2 separate regions of the Mus musculus genome follow, and region 1 is linked to region 2. Evidence: chromatin contacts called from public promoter capture Hi-C data. All regions are on one chromosome and are shown on one strand. The core of a region is the stretch at or near the end of the contact, and the rest is flanking DNA. Distances in the headings are between cores, read along the strand shown. Region 1 overlaps Rslcan18 (regulator of sex-limitation candidate 18). Region 2 overlaps Ptdss1 (phosphatidylserine synthase 1).

Evidence for each region. Capture Hi-C pulls out chosen DNA fragments and counts their contacts.
Region 1: a contact with region 2 is called in a promoter capture Hi-C map of liver. The contact joins two enhancer-like sites. A contact is called at or near these places in 2 of 39 promoter capture datasets (3T3-L1-derived adipocytes and embryonic stem cells), 1 of 484 Hi-C or Micro-C datasets (nephron progenitors), 1 of 115 datasets of contacts at active chromatin or transcription factors (large pre-B cells) and 3 of 9 other capture datasets (adipose tissue, liver and pancreatic islet).

What each region holds. Positions count from the first base shown.
Region 1 is chr13:67,103,098-67,110,319 of GRCm38.p6, reverse strand. Rslcan18 (regulator of sex-limitation candidate 18) reads left to right here. Exons shown (of 7, transcript NM_001256052.1): 3 at 2,267-2,350; 4 at 2,701-2,752. Among named protein-coding and RNA genes, the nearest start is that of Rslcan18, 7.3 kb to the left of the region's middle. Within about 2 kb of position 1,674, at least 413 of the 459 cell types and tissues checked have an H3K27ac peak or open chromatin away from gene starts, as enhancers often do. A contact at or near this core is called in liver, where this site is marked.
Region 2 is chr13:66,976,348-66,983,168 of GRCm38.p6, reverse strand. Ptdss1 (phosphatidylserine synthase 1) reads right to left here. Exons shown (of 13, transcript NM_008959.3): 9 at 6,358-6,423. Among named protein-coding and RNA genes, the nearest start is that of Mterf3, 47 kb to the right of the region's middle. Within about 2 kb of position 5,053, at least 5 of the 459 cell types and tissues checked have an H3K27ac peak or open chromatin away from gene starts, as enhancers often do. A contact at or near this core is called in liver, where this site is marked.

The DNA.
Region 1 (7,222 bases), core at 425-2,924, 130 kb before region 2:
GCTAAAGTAGTTATGAGAATTTAGTCTTCTTGCCGAGAATCTGGGTTTGGTTTCCAACAAGCACATCATGGCTCTCAAGTACATGTAGCAGTAGTTCCAGAGGATCAGGTCCCTTAATCTAACATGCTCAGGCTAATGTACAAAAAAAGTACATGCATACATTCTACATACGTGTGTACACCGACATATACACATAAAATTGAAAGAAAATTATATAATTAAAATTTCCATTGGGCATGGTGATGCTCGCCTTTAATTCCAGCACTCAGGAGGTAGTGGGTGGTGGATCTCTGAGTTGGAGGCCATTCTGGTCTACTGATTTAGGTCTAGGACTGACAGGACTACACAGAGAAAACTTGTTTGGACTAAACCAAGAAAAGAACATTAAATAATAGGTTTTTACTTTAGAAAAGAAAGTGATATTTGAAGGTAATATTATTCCCTCACTTTAAAAATGTTCATACAAAATACATGAATAAATACCTGCTAAAAGTCATATTAAAAATATGTTCCTGAAAAATCCAGTAAAATCAACTGTTTGTGCAATTTTCAAGAGTCCCTATGGCCACCACATACTGAGCTAGTACCACTACCCCAGATACATTGTAGGAACCTTCATTAACACATCTCTCATCAGGAAACACATAGACATACTGGGAATGTAGTTTTGTACCTCTTCTGAAGACATACTTCGGATTGTTAACCTTGCAGGATTCTCTTGTCATTATTGCCTCCTTCTTTACCGCAGTGTAGTATTCATTTCCCGAGTACATTATAACGTAAATGTATTATATACCTGTCACCTGCTATGACTCAACTCATGATCAATCATTTCAAGGAAGTAGTAACAACAAAAACGCCATAGAGAGAAAATGTGAGTGGCTTATGGTGAGAGAAAATGAAATATGAACTTCCCAGTATGTCTGCTCAGAAATAGTTTCCTTGAGAATCAGTGTCTGTTGCAAGTACTAACATGTATAGAGTTTGTATATGATTTGACCTCAGCAGTGACAGATACAGGAGTGACAATCCTTATGAAAAGACAGGAGGGTACACACATCCATGCTGCAAAGTGGGTTTGTAGCTCATTTTGTGTTCCCGGGAACATATTTCTGAGACCACGGTATTCAGGGAATAATTTCTCTGTGTCCCTGCCACCACAAGACTGATTTTGGTTCTCCTGTGTGGGCTGTTTTCAGTGTCGCACACTAAAACCAAGGCCTCCTGACTTTATGGAACTTGTCACATCACCCAGCTTCCTCCAATTCCTTTTTGTTCTTTTCATTTCAATACAGGAGCAGCTGCCACCAGGTGGCTGCCGCCGAACCTGTCTTCAAAGCACATTCGAAAGACGTAGCGGTGACTTCCCATGTTAGTTTTTTGTAATTATCTCCAAGTAAAAATTGAGTCAAATGAACGTTTTCCTACAGTTAGCAGAGCTGAGTGAAACCACAGTAAAGTGACCAGAAATAACCAGTACACTTAATAAACATTAGCGTAAGGTTTCACATTCCAACATCACAGTTGTGAGCAGAAGACTTTAAAAGCAGCCTGATTTCCTTCCACTGTCTCCCTCTAGCGGCAGAACCTGTGTGTTTCCATCCTTTCACATAGGATTCAGCGACTCTTGGATCTCCATTACACAGACTTATGGGAAATGTAGTCTCCCTCGATGTGACGTAACAAGCAAGGGAAGCCAGAGCGCCTTTTGAGTTCTTTCTGCGCATGTTCCGCCCTTCATAGCGAGTCCTTTTCCACTTTGGACTCAAACAAGTTTCTAACTACCCTGCTGGAGTTGGATCTCTGAGGTGAAGGCTGGTTCAGGGTGCAGAGCAGCCCGCCAGGCCCGAGGGATTGTGCAGTGTGGACGGGTAGGTCCATCTTTAAAGGAGTTGTCACGGGGCATCTATGAAATAGGGAAAAGCTCACTTTGGAGGGGCTGTTCTAACCAAGGCTGGGCTGCTGAGTCAGGATTTAAGTCAGCGCTGCGGAGAGGACGGCGGCGATGGTGCTGGGAGCAGCCATCAGTCTACTGCTGCTTCAGACATGCTTCCCACATGGTGGAAAGAAAGGCAAGGCTGGGAGCTCTCTTTCCAGCTTGGCTGTGGAAGCATCCTGGTACTAGCTGACTCACTCTCTTCTGGCTGTAGCCAGGTTTCCCCGCTCGTCTAGAGAAAGTGGAGTTTCTGGTCACGACCGCACTGTATAGCAACGAAGTACTCGTGTTTATAAAGTTTGTAAAACATCTAGTGTTCTTGTTTATAAGGTTTATAAACTCTTACATTCTAGAAGAACGAGGAGAGGAAAAGGAATGGACAGGGACGATGAACCTACACTCGAGAAGGGCAAGGTTTGTCAGGACTTCTCTCACAAAATGTCTCTGAGGCACACAGACAGGAGGTGCGAGAGTTCTTGTGACTTCCACTCTATTCTGTTGTTCTAGGCTTGTGTCCAGAACCAGGTTCCACTGAAGGAGGGGGCAGTGAGATTCCATATTCCGATCAGGGGACTAGGTGATACGACGAAGCAATTCTTAGGAAATCACATTTTGCTCCCTGGCCAGAAAGGCGTTGCATTTCTTCCACCTAGAAAGTAAACTTTGTCACGCTTAAGCTTAAGTGTCCTGGAGTGTTTCCATGAATTTAGTCAAAACCCACCTAGTGAGACCATAGCGACAGACCTTCTGCCCTCCACCCACAGGCAGTCAGTCCACAGTGGCCTGAGAAGAGCAGACTCCTATCAGCATCAGTTGGTGAGCTGTGCTGTGGTGGTTCTGTGTGGGACAGCATTAGGTGATGATCCTTGCAGCTTCCATTGGGGACCTGCTCTAGTTCTCTCAGGGAAGTGTCTCTATCTTCACGATGCTCTTGCTGGTCTATGAGCTGAGCAGTTTTCCTGCTGACAGGTGGCCATCTCCTGGGTAAAGAACATGGAAGGGTGTGCTTCTCATCTCTCACGTGTGGAAAAGTCTAGGTTTTTTGTTTTTGTTTTTTGTTTTCCTTAAGACAATTCTGAGTTTTCTATTAAACAACTTCCTTGATACTTCTTGTGACTTGGGATTCATTAGCCTTCTCCATTGATGTTTCCCTCTGTGCTCTCTCTCCCTCTCTCTCTCTCTCTCTCTCTCTCTCTCTCTCTCTCTCTCATCTATATATGTGTGTGTGTGTGTGTGTGTGTGTGTGTGTGTGTGTTAATGAGTATTTTGCCTTCAGGTATATCTGTGAATCACTTGTATGTCTGGTGCCTATTAAAGACAGGCAAGGGGCGGGTCCCCTGGAACTGGAGTTGCAAATGCCTGTGAGCCCACAGATGGGTCCTCTGGAAGAACAGCCAGTGTGTTTAACCACTGAGCCATCTCCTCAGCCTCTCATCTGCTCTTCTGATGGGAGGTGTTTTTCAGGATACTAATTGTTTATATAGGCTTCTCACCGCTCTTCACTTGCGAGGATCTAGAACAAGTCCTTGTTCTGTGGCCTCCTCTCTTTTCCAAGTCTGTTAGGGATGAACTGCTTGGTAAGCTTACAGTCCTAGGCTTTGCTTGTGTATTTATGCTGTTCTTTTTCATCTGTCCATTGTAATGTGTCATCCCTCAGCTTCCCCAAGTGCTGTTTCTGCAGAGAGAACCTAGAGAGGCTCCTCCTATGTCAGGAGCCCCTGTTATCTTCACCCCATGTGAATTAATTTAGGGTTATCTAGGCCGGTATTTGTTGAAGTACAGGTTTTAATTTGTATGGTTCGCTTTTTCAAATAATGTAAGATTAAAGACCATATTTTCTAAAATCTTTGTTTTCCACATTTCTCTCTGTCTCGTTTTTATGAGGGAAGACTTTACATACTACATGTTAACCTTGAACTCCCAATATAGACAAGGCTTACCTCGAACACTTGGTACTATGTCTGCCTCATCCAAGACCTACATTGAAAGATGTGTGCCACAACCCTGAACTCTCTTTTCTCTCTACTCTGTGTTGTGTCACATGAATCTAATGACATTCCCTTCGGTACAGTTTACTGTGTTGATTGGCTGGCTGACCGACTGTGTGTCTGTGGATACACGTGGAACCACTTGCCATGCTGTTCCTGAGCAGGCCAGAAGAGCGGTTAGAGATTTGCTTCTTTCTTTCCACCATGTCGGACACGGATCATCAGTCTGGGCACAGAGTGACTGCCCTGGAGTACAGGTACTGGAGCTTGTGAAGTATTGTAGGATCATGTCTACTGGGCCTTGATCCACCGCTCAGTACTCTTTCCCTTGGCTGACTGAGGAAGGCAAATCAGAACTCATTGCATTGGTCATACCTGAAACGCCATAGGAGTTGGAAGCCTGTACCGCTCTTCACATCCAGAGGAAAACACCTGAATATCAGAGGCTGTCCTCCAAGTCGTACCTTGCTGCTTTACATGTAGACAGGGAGTGGACACACATGGCATCGTCTCTGCCTCCTGCCTGCTGGGAGTTGAACGAACCCAGACCTCACATATCTGAGTAAAAACTTCTCCCCTGAGCTGTGTTCCAAGCCCTTGCTGTTCTTTGAAGGACACGCCCTCAGTTTGTCATCTTCCTCTGTGCAGCACCTGAGCCGCAGTTTGTGGGTTCCTCACTAAAGTTTGTTCTGGCACATTCTGTCTTGGTCAATACTCACCATGCATTTCCATTGGGAACATTTGGATCTTTCTGAGGAATTTATTCCATTGGGTAGTGGCTCAGTCAGCCTTTAGTGTGTGAGCTAGGAATAGAACACTGGAATAAAATCCATTCAGTCTCACCTGATGGGAAGAATGTTTTGGGATGTACTGGGAGTGTGGAATGAGATTCAAACCAACTAAGTGTGGTTTGGCTTCATACATGGAACCTGCACTATTCATGGAATTCATATTTTATGGAAAACTTATTATAGTTGACAAGTGAATAAAAACAAATGAAAGAAAAAAGTTAAAGTAGAAATGAATAGCTGTCACATTAATTTTTCTCATGCATGTCACAGTGGTGTCCATAGAAAGAACCAAAGTACCATCTTCAGTCAAATGCGTGTTGTGTATAGTTACACATTTTTCCTGTTGTCAGAGTCACATATACATCATGGTTTTTCCTAATGCAAAGTCCCCATTTTAACTCTTGCTGCAACTGATTTAAATATAATTTTACCATGTTTCTATGTCTGACTTCATAATAATTTTCTTATTTCAGTTATAAAAGCAGATCTCAGCACTATTTTGATGCAAATATGTTAATGTTCTCTATACTCTTCCCCCCCCCACTCCCCAAGTAGAAGGTCATCTAAAATAAGATGAAGTCCAACTTGTAAAAATTCACTTGATTTTTTTTTTTTTACAATGTTATAAAAGAAAAATAAGAAGTGGTATACATTTTTGCATAAATGCTATTCAGGTACATACAAGGGTAGAGTTCTGCTTGCTTCCCCACTCAGTTACTGCTTTCTTCTTTTGTTTTTTGTTTTGTTTTGTTTGTTTTATTTTGTCTTGTTTTTGAGAGAAGGCTTCTCTATGAAGCCCCTGTCCTGGAACTCACTCTGTAGACCAGGATGGCCTAGAACTCACAGAGATCCACCTGCCTCTGCCTCCAAAGTGCTGGGATCAAAAGCGTGCTCCACTACTGTCTGCCTTTTTTTTTTTTTTTTTTTCTTTCTTTGGCATTTTTTTTTCTTCCCCAGAGCTGAGGACCAAACCCAGGGCCTTGTGCTTGCTACGCAAGCGCTCTACCACTGAGCTAAATCCCCAACCTCCCTTTTGGCATTCTTTGTCACACTTTGTGTCTGAGTGACTGTACCTTCCTTTCTTCTCTTCTTACAGTCTTGGCTCTGCTTATTCCTCTCTGTAGTCTAAAGCACTGCTGCCAGGGTTCTTTTCTGGACTGGTTTGATCAACATGAATTAGCCTGTTTGTATCCTGGAAAGTTCTTTCTCCTTCAACTGCATCAGATAATTTTTGCTGAGTATAGTAGTTTAAGTTGGAATCTCTAGTCTTTTAGAACTTAGGAATGAATTGTCTGAGGATCTTATGGATTTCAAAAAATTTCTGGAACTTAATGAACTTAAAGTCCTCTGATGGAAACTCATAGCTTTAAAAGTATATGTTTAAAAAAAGACACAAGGAACACAAATACTCAAGAATTACAAAGAAGGAGGAGAAGGAGGAGAAGAAGAAGCAGCAGCAAAAATTCAGTAGACAAAAATAAAAATGAGAGCATAAAAGGACAAAATAGAAACCACAAAATCTACAAAAACAATCAGTGAGACTCAGAGGTGGTTCTTAGGACAATTAAGAAGAGTTTTTGTTGGCTTAACTGACTTAAGGGAAGAAAAGAGGGATCTCAATTCAGACCAGGATAATCAGGGAACACTGCAGCAGACACTGGAGAAACACAAAGCCTTATAAGGGAATACTTTAGAAACCTGTCCCCTATTCCATTTCTAGATTCCTCCAGACCACCCATGTAAACCAAGAGGAGACCAGCAACCTGATCAGACCATACAAATGAGGAGAACATACACACAAAAACTAGTTCCTTTTCCTGAAAAAGAAAAAGGAAGAAAGAAAAAAGAAAGAGAGAGAGAAAGAGAGAGAGAGAGAAAGGAAGGAAGAAAGGAAGAAAGAGAAAGAAAGAAAGAAAAGAGAGAAAGGGAGAGAGAGAGAAAGAGGAAGGAAGATAGGAAGAAAGGAAGGAAACAGAGGCCCAGATAGATTTATGGAAGAATTCTACCAGGCTTATCTATAGCCATTTCTCTAAATTCTATACTTAATATTATTTTTTAAGTATAGAACAGTTTATCCAGGGCATGGAGAGGGGAGTTGAGAGGGTAGTAGAGACAGAAAGGCAGAGAGAGAGTGAGAGAGACAGAGAGAGTAGAGTAGAGAAGTAGAGGCTGGCCATGAGCAAGGGGAGGGAGAGGGGGGAAAGGGCGAGAGGACAGAACAGGAGCAAGAAGATAAGAGCAAGAGCAATTCTATACTTCTTAAATAAGGAATAAGTAGATAAATAGGAGCACTTCCAAACTCCTACAAATTCACTATTACTACTGAACTCTGCATACTAGGAAAGCTGGACTTGAGGACAGTGTCTCTATCAGAATCCGCATTTTAATTTCACTTCACATTCATTGTTCTGTGTACTGCATGTTGAGAAGTGACTTCTCACACACTATGACTTTAGTATAAAGTGGTGCATAATACAAGCATACAACCTGCATTCCCTTTTGGATTC
Region 2 (6,821 bases), core at 3,804-6,303:
AGCTTGAAACTAGGTGGGGAGGGCTTACATTAGATGATTCGTTGGATGCTGACTGCTGTTGAGATTGTTTGCTACTCTTGTCTGGGTTCATTAGTTGCACCTAAAGAAGGCACCTGATGAATCCATAGAAGAAGAACCCAACCCCCAGAGGTGAAAAGGGAATAAAAAAGACCATTCATTAAAAGTCAAACTTTCTGTTTTGCAGCCCCATAGGAGGAACAACAATATGAACTAACCAGTACTCCCAGAGCTCCCTTGGACTAAACCACCAATCAAAGAAAACACATGATGGGACTCGTGTCTCTAACTGCATATGTAGCAGAGGATGGCCTAGTCCGTCTTCAATGGGAGGAGAGGCCCTTGGTCCTGTGAAGGCTCTATGCCCCAGTATAGGGGAATGCCAGTGCTAGGAGGAGGCAGGAGTGGGTGGGTTGGGGAGCAGAAGGAGGGATGGAGGGGATAGGGGATTTTCAGAGGGGAGACTAGGAAAGGGGATAACATTTGAAATGTAAATAAGGAAAATATCTAATAAAAAAGTCAAGCTTTCGAACTTTTGACTGTCAACATAACTTTAAACACTGTGTTCTTGATGTTGGGATTCCCACCATGATTTTCCTATGGCTAACAGTTTTATTGTTTAATTTTGAACGTAAACAGAACCTAAATGTATCTTAACAGGGGAAATAAAGGCACCCCTATTATAAGAAACACTCCTATATTGTCTTCCTATGCAAAATATTGTTTTTATCCACCAGGGCCCATAGTTTAGACAAAAAAAGGGGGGGGGGGGCAAACAGTCTTTAGGTACAGATGGAGAATACTTACAATAAAATAATTTAACTGACCCATCTCTACATAATACAGGCTTCAACATAATCCAATATTCTTTAAAAGGTTCTGATATTAGAAATTACAGATTGCTAAAATAAGAATGGAAAGGGAAGATTCATTAATTACTTTAACTGAACTTAACATACCCAGAGTAACCCTGTCTGTAATTTATACTATGGGGTATAATCTTTGGCTCTATCTAACACTAAAAGCCAATGAAGACACTCCTTTTGTGTTAGAGGATATTCCTTGTTCCTGGGCTTTTAAAAAGAAAATCTGTACAGAATAGGGTTTTCATATGAAAATTATATGAGTATAATGGGGAACAAAATGGAACACACCCCCACTAATGTTTTAAAAGCTGTGGCCAATGTTACTGTTGATAAGGTATTTGCCTTCACTGTCTGTGTTTTGATTGCACTAATGTTCTTTCTTACTGTAATTTCAGTTTTTAACAGACTCTCCATTTGGTAAACCACAGCACATAGGATGGAATTTAAAAACAAACAAACAAAAAACCAGTACTTGTTCTGCACTCCCTGCAGAGTACAGGGCACAAGGTATATAGGCTAGGGCTTGTTACACCTTTGTACTCTGAAACTCTTATAACTGGGTAGAATTATAAGAGCTCTTCCTGATAACTGCAATGATTCCTTTTATCTATTGGATCCCACTATAGTGGCTGCAACTCAGCCTTTGATACCAATCTCAGGGCTTGTTGTTGGACTGCAAAGAGAGGTTTCTAATTAGGCATAGCTTGTCTAATTAAAAAAAAAAACTACTATAGTAAAAAAAGTTAACTGAAATTAATCAAGAAATGGAAGATCTGACAATAACTGTTCTACAAAGTAAGAGCTACTATAGATTACCTATTACTTAAACATAATATTGGTTGTCAGCATTTTACTGAAATGTGCTGTTTTAATATCTCTGATTTCTCTCCTACTATTGACAACTAAATTGATGATCAAGAAGAAATAAAAGCTGTCAAACAAAATTTGACAGGCCTAAGATGGCTCTCCCACTTCACTGACCTTCTCATATTATTTTTACTACTTATCATAAGTGGGTTCTTTGCCCTCCAATGTGCTACTAACTTTATCACCTGTTACATAAAAAAAAAAAATTTAGAATCATTGCTACTCCATAATACCACTAAAGGCAGTTCCCTAAAGATTTGAAAGGGACACATAAGTCAAGCAGGGAATAAGGAACATTCCTGACTCCATTTTGAAGACAGGAGCCACTAGGCTGTATTGGTTTGTTTTTCTGTTTGTTTGTTTGTTTTGCTTTGTTTTGTCTTTTGAGACAGGGTTTCTCTGTGTAGCCCTGGCTGTCCTGGAACTCACTCTGTAGACCAGGCTGGCCTCGAACTCAGAAATCCACCTGCCCCTGCCTCCCAAGTGCTGGGATTAAAGGCGTGTGCCACCACTGCCCAGCCTTAGGCTGTATTGTTAAATAAAGAAGTTTTCATTTACCGTAAGAGCTGAGTTGCTGTTTTTAAGTCTGTTTCCTGGAGTCCGATTTGCTCCAACCTATGACCTTGACTTGTTGATGAGAACACCCTGACCCTCCCTAACCTTCTCCAATCACTTTTTCTAATCATAAATCAACTACACGGTGTTCAGTCTTTATTGCTCCACCATTTCTCTTCTGTAAATGTCCTTTGCAGCAACGACTTGTGACTTTACTCCTTAAAGGGAGCCCAAGAAATGGACTCGGGACTGCTTTCTTTAACTAGACTGAAGAGGTAATCTCTGGTCAGCTCTTGGATGCACCCTAGTAAAAATCAAGTTTCCTTCAAATTTGGCTCAAAATTGTGCTAGTGGTTTTATTCTTGTCAGGTGGGAGTAACAGAGTAAATCCAGACAGGACCAGCTGTGGGATCTTCTGGGTGTGAGATAGGAAGGAGACCTGGCATGGGCAAAGCAAGAACAAGGGCTAGAAGTGAAAGGAACAAAAAGAATTGGTAATAGAGTCAGAGCAATCTTCAAGACTACCTAAGGGCTTGGCTTTTAGTGTAAGGGAAGGTACAACATAAGGTTTACATATTAATAAGATCGCTCTGGAGGCTGAGCCAAACTGTAGTAAGAACAAGAGGGATGAACACAGGATGCCTACCACTGCAGTCCAGGTGTGGTGATCAGAGGAGATGGTGGGAAAGGTGAGAATGTTCTAATAATCACAGGAACTCATTCAAGCACCACCCAGTCTTCAACTCAAGGGACAGATTCCTATGCAATAACAACCTTCTGAAAGGTTAGCATAGCTTTCCTCACCAACTCAAAGCCTGTTCACTGAGATACCCCCTACCTTCCCATCTACCTCCAGATGCCCTGGGGTGAACATTTCTCCTTATTCAGTTCAAATGTAAATATGGGGACTCTTTCCCAGACTGAAAGAGGTAGCTGACAATACAGCCTGATGGATCTCAGCCAGTGCCTCTCTTCTGAACCTTTGATGTCTGCTGCCACCCTCATTTTGAAGAAGCAAAGATAAAAGACAAATATTGGAATTGCCCGAGGCCTCTGCCATGGGGCAGACACTGGAGATGCTAGCCTCCTCAGTCACAGGTCTTCCATTCTGTAACTAGGTCCACTGGGCGGAAAATGTATGTTAATGCATGGGCAGGGATGCAGAATCCCTCTGCTAATGGAGCTAGATGGTATTTGGAGTTATTTCTAGAACTAAGTGTACAAGTCTAACCCTGAGCAGCATGTAAGGGGCTTTTATTCTGCCATCAGAACCATCTCTAGATTATAACCACATCAACACCACAACCATGTGGGCCACCTGCATCAGTAAAGGCCAATTAAGGGACCTTTCTTATGCCAAAGAGGAAAAAAAAATCTCTATTTATATTTATCTATCTGGCCTGGCTTGAGACATAGCATTCCAAACTACCCAAAACAGTTTTATTCCAATCACCTGGGCAAGGGACTGCACCTTAGAAAGGTGAAACTACTATTAGCTGTGCTAAAGAGATAAGTGGAATAATTCCTTTAGTGAAATATGGCCTTTCCCCTCCAGAGTCTCTATTTCTAGCAGTCTCTACCAGCCACTGTAAAATTCTGTTGAGTCTACTGACCTTTCCATGTAACTTTCCCGTCCCTCTGAGATTCTAGTTAGAACCTAGTAGGTTTAGGGGTTTGTGTTTGTTTTTTTTCTGGAAAATTCCAAAACAATTCCTCATACTATTTCTAAACCCTATTGTGTCATGTGGTTGACCTCCACTTTGGCTTAACTTACACAGCATTTTCTTTCTCTGGGAGGCTGCTTAGAGTTATAGCTGGTCTGTCCTCGTGTTTTTTTCTCTTAAAATCTAATAAAATTGTCCTTTTGAATATACTTTGGCTTTGACTTTCAAACGTGTCTTGTCTTTTAGCTCATTAATCAGCAGGAAACAAACCTGTTCCTGTTCCTCTAGATGATTCCTACAGGAGAGGATCTGCGGAGGATAATCAGAACCACACTCAAGATTGGAAACTTGGTGAGTATTTTCTAATTTAACTCATCACGGTCACTCAGGAAGCCAGACAGTGATCCTAGGGTTTGGGAGCGGTCTTCTAGTTCTGGCTGGAAAGAATCAAGACCTTATTTTGGAGGAAGTGAGAGTTTCATTGAGGTTGAGAGAGAAAGCTATGATTGTGCTCTAGGGCTTCCTGAGCTCAGGAACCCCAAGGGGAAAGGGGAAAGGTCCTGAATCCACATCGGGATCTATACCTTTAGGGTTTAAGGCGAGATGCAATCTGAGGAAAAGAAAATCAGCTACTAAAATCACTTAGAAGCTAATTCGAGAGTTCTTGAGATGTGAGAGAGGTTTTCTTATGCTGAGAAGGGAGAGTGGCAAGCTGGGAACTGAGAGAGGAGAGGATGATGGTGTAAAGAGAGTAGAAAGGGTACCAAGGGCTGTAGTAAAGGCATGGTGGGCCCCGGAGGAGAGGCTCAGCAAAGGGCTTAGACAGTGTGGTCAGTCAGCAAGACAGCAACCACTGATCAGGGTCCCAGTCAGGAGGAGACCTCACACGACTAGTAGTTATCTATTCTCGACAGCTTACTCTTCCCATTTTATGCCTGCATCTGTTCTTGAACAGTCTGAGGCTATGAACTGGGAAGAATGTCAACACATTTATGAGAACGTCTTCTGAAAAGCCTCAGATCCAGGCACGGGGAGGTGGTTCAGAGGGCAAAGTACTTGCAGTGAAAGCCTGGTGACAGGAGCTCAGGTTCCCAAGCCAGTAAGTGCTCAGAACAAGGTGGCGTGCCGATACAAGAGGGACTCAGATACAACCTGACCAATCAGTCTCTCTCAACTACTAAGCTCTGGATTCAACGGAGGGTACCTCGATGAATACAGTAGGAAGGGACTGAGGAAGACAACTGACTCACCGTTGGGCCTCCACCTGCATGCGCACACTACATACAGGTGAGAAACAAAACAAAACTTAGACCTATGTTTCAACTGAGGGAGATGACTTAGCAAGTCTGTAATTAGTAGTTCAGTAATTCAGAGTTAATGTTTATATAAAACAAAACAAAGTATCTCCTTCAGGAGAAAACTGTGAAATTACGGAAAGGAAACCTGAGGTGGGTGGCCCTGTTTGACCTTTGCTCTACCTTTCCTACCTTCCAAAAGATTAAAGGTCAGTTGTATGGGATGTAGACACGTCTTCCTCCACTTCTGGCTAAAGCCTGGCGTCCTTCCTTCTGTAAAATCATAGAGAAGCTTTCTGAATCTTCCCAACGGGTGCCTGTTTATACGCAGGCCCACGGGAGAGTGCTACAGGGAAGGCAGGGTCCCGGCCGTTCACCTCTGGATCATCTTTACATGAGTTTCTTTTGTATTTTGCTTAGAAGTTTTACCAATGTGTGCAGTGATTTCTAACTCTGCCTGTAGTCATTTATCCTATCCTATCCACTCAAATTAGAACCTAGATTAAGTCTTGAACCTAGGCTACATCAAGGAATTAACTTCCTATACAGGTTTACTCAGACCCCTCTTGAACTCTAGATGTGAAGAAATATAATGATAGATGGTTGGTATTTAAGCAGCAGAGTGACCTACATGACACACAGAAAAGAGACTCACCCATAAGGGGATTTGGAGGGGAAACTAGGAATGTGAAACAGTAAACAGTATATTAGGAAATAGCACTTGTACCCACAATTTGTAACCATGTGTCTGCGTTAATTCTTGAAGCAATAAAATTATTTTATTATTATAAAATTATATTGAATATGCAGTAAGCTGGTTTTTTGGGGGGCCTTCTAAGGTCAAAATAACACAAAGTGTTGCTTAACCCAGGGCAGATGTCCCAAACTCAAATATGTTCAGAGAAATTCAACAGATCCATACTGGATCTAATTTATTTTATAAAGCAAGGTCTCTGAGTTCTATCAGAAATAGTTTCTTACCTTGATCAACTTCCTTCATGGGGAATTACATTGAAGACTCTTAACAAAAACTATTCAAAGAAACTTAGGGGCTCAAATGGCTTCAAAACCCCTACAATCACAAATACTCACCCAAACACCCAGCACTGTGTCCCTACACGCTTGCACTGTGTGTCCGTGAGGTAGGCATAGTACTGTCTGAAAAAACAGAATTAGAATCCATGAGATTTCTACACAATGGCACCACAGAGGAACATAAAACCTGCTCTGCCTTGCTTGCCATACTCCAGCAGCCTGGTCTAATTTGATGCAAGGGAACAGACAGCCAGGGCTATTGAAACATTGCTCTAAGAGATTCTGAATTTGGGTCAGATGGGGGTGAAGGAAGCTCAGCTTACAGGATCACACTGTTGGCAAAGGCAGCTTTGGTCTAGTAACACTGCCACAGTCCTGAGCAGCCTGAGCCTGACATAGCTTCTCTGTGGAGTGGAGACCATTCCAGAGGGTTAACTACAGGCTTCTTCAACTGTCTCTTATGGCATCCTCAGGTTTATGGGTGTTTACTGTAACCAGGTAAAAATGTAGACATCTTTGTC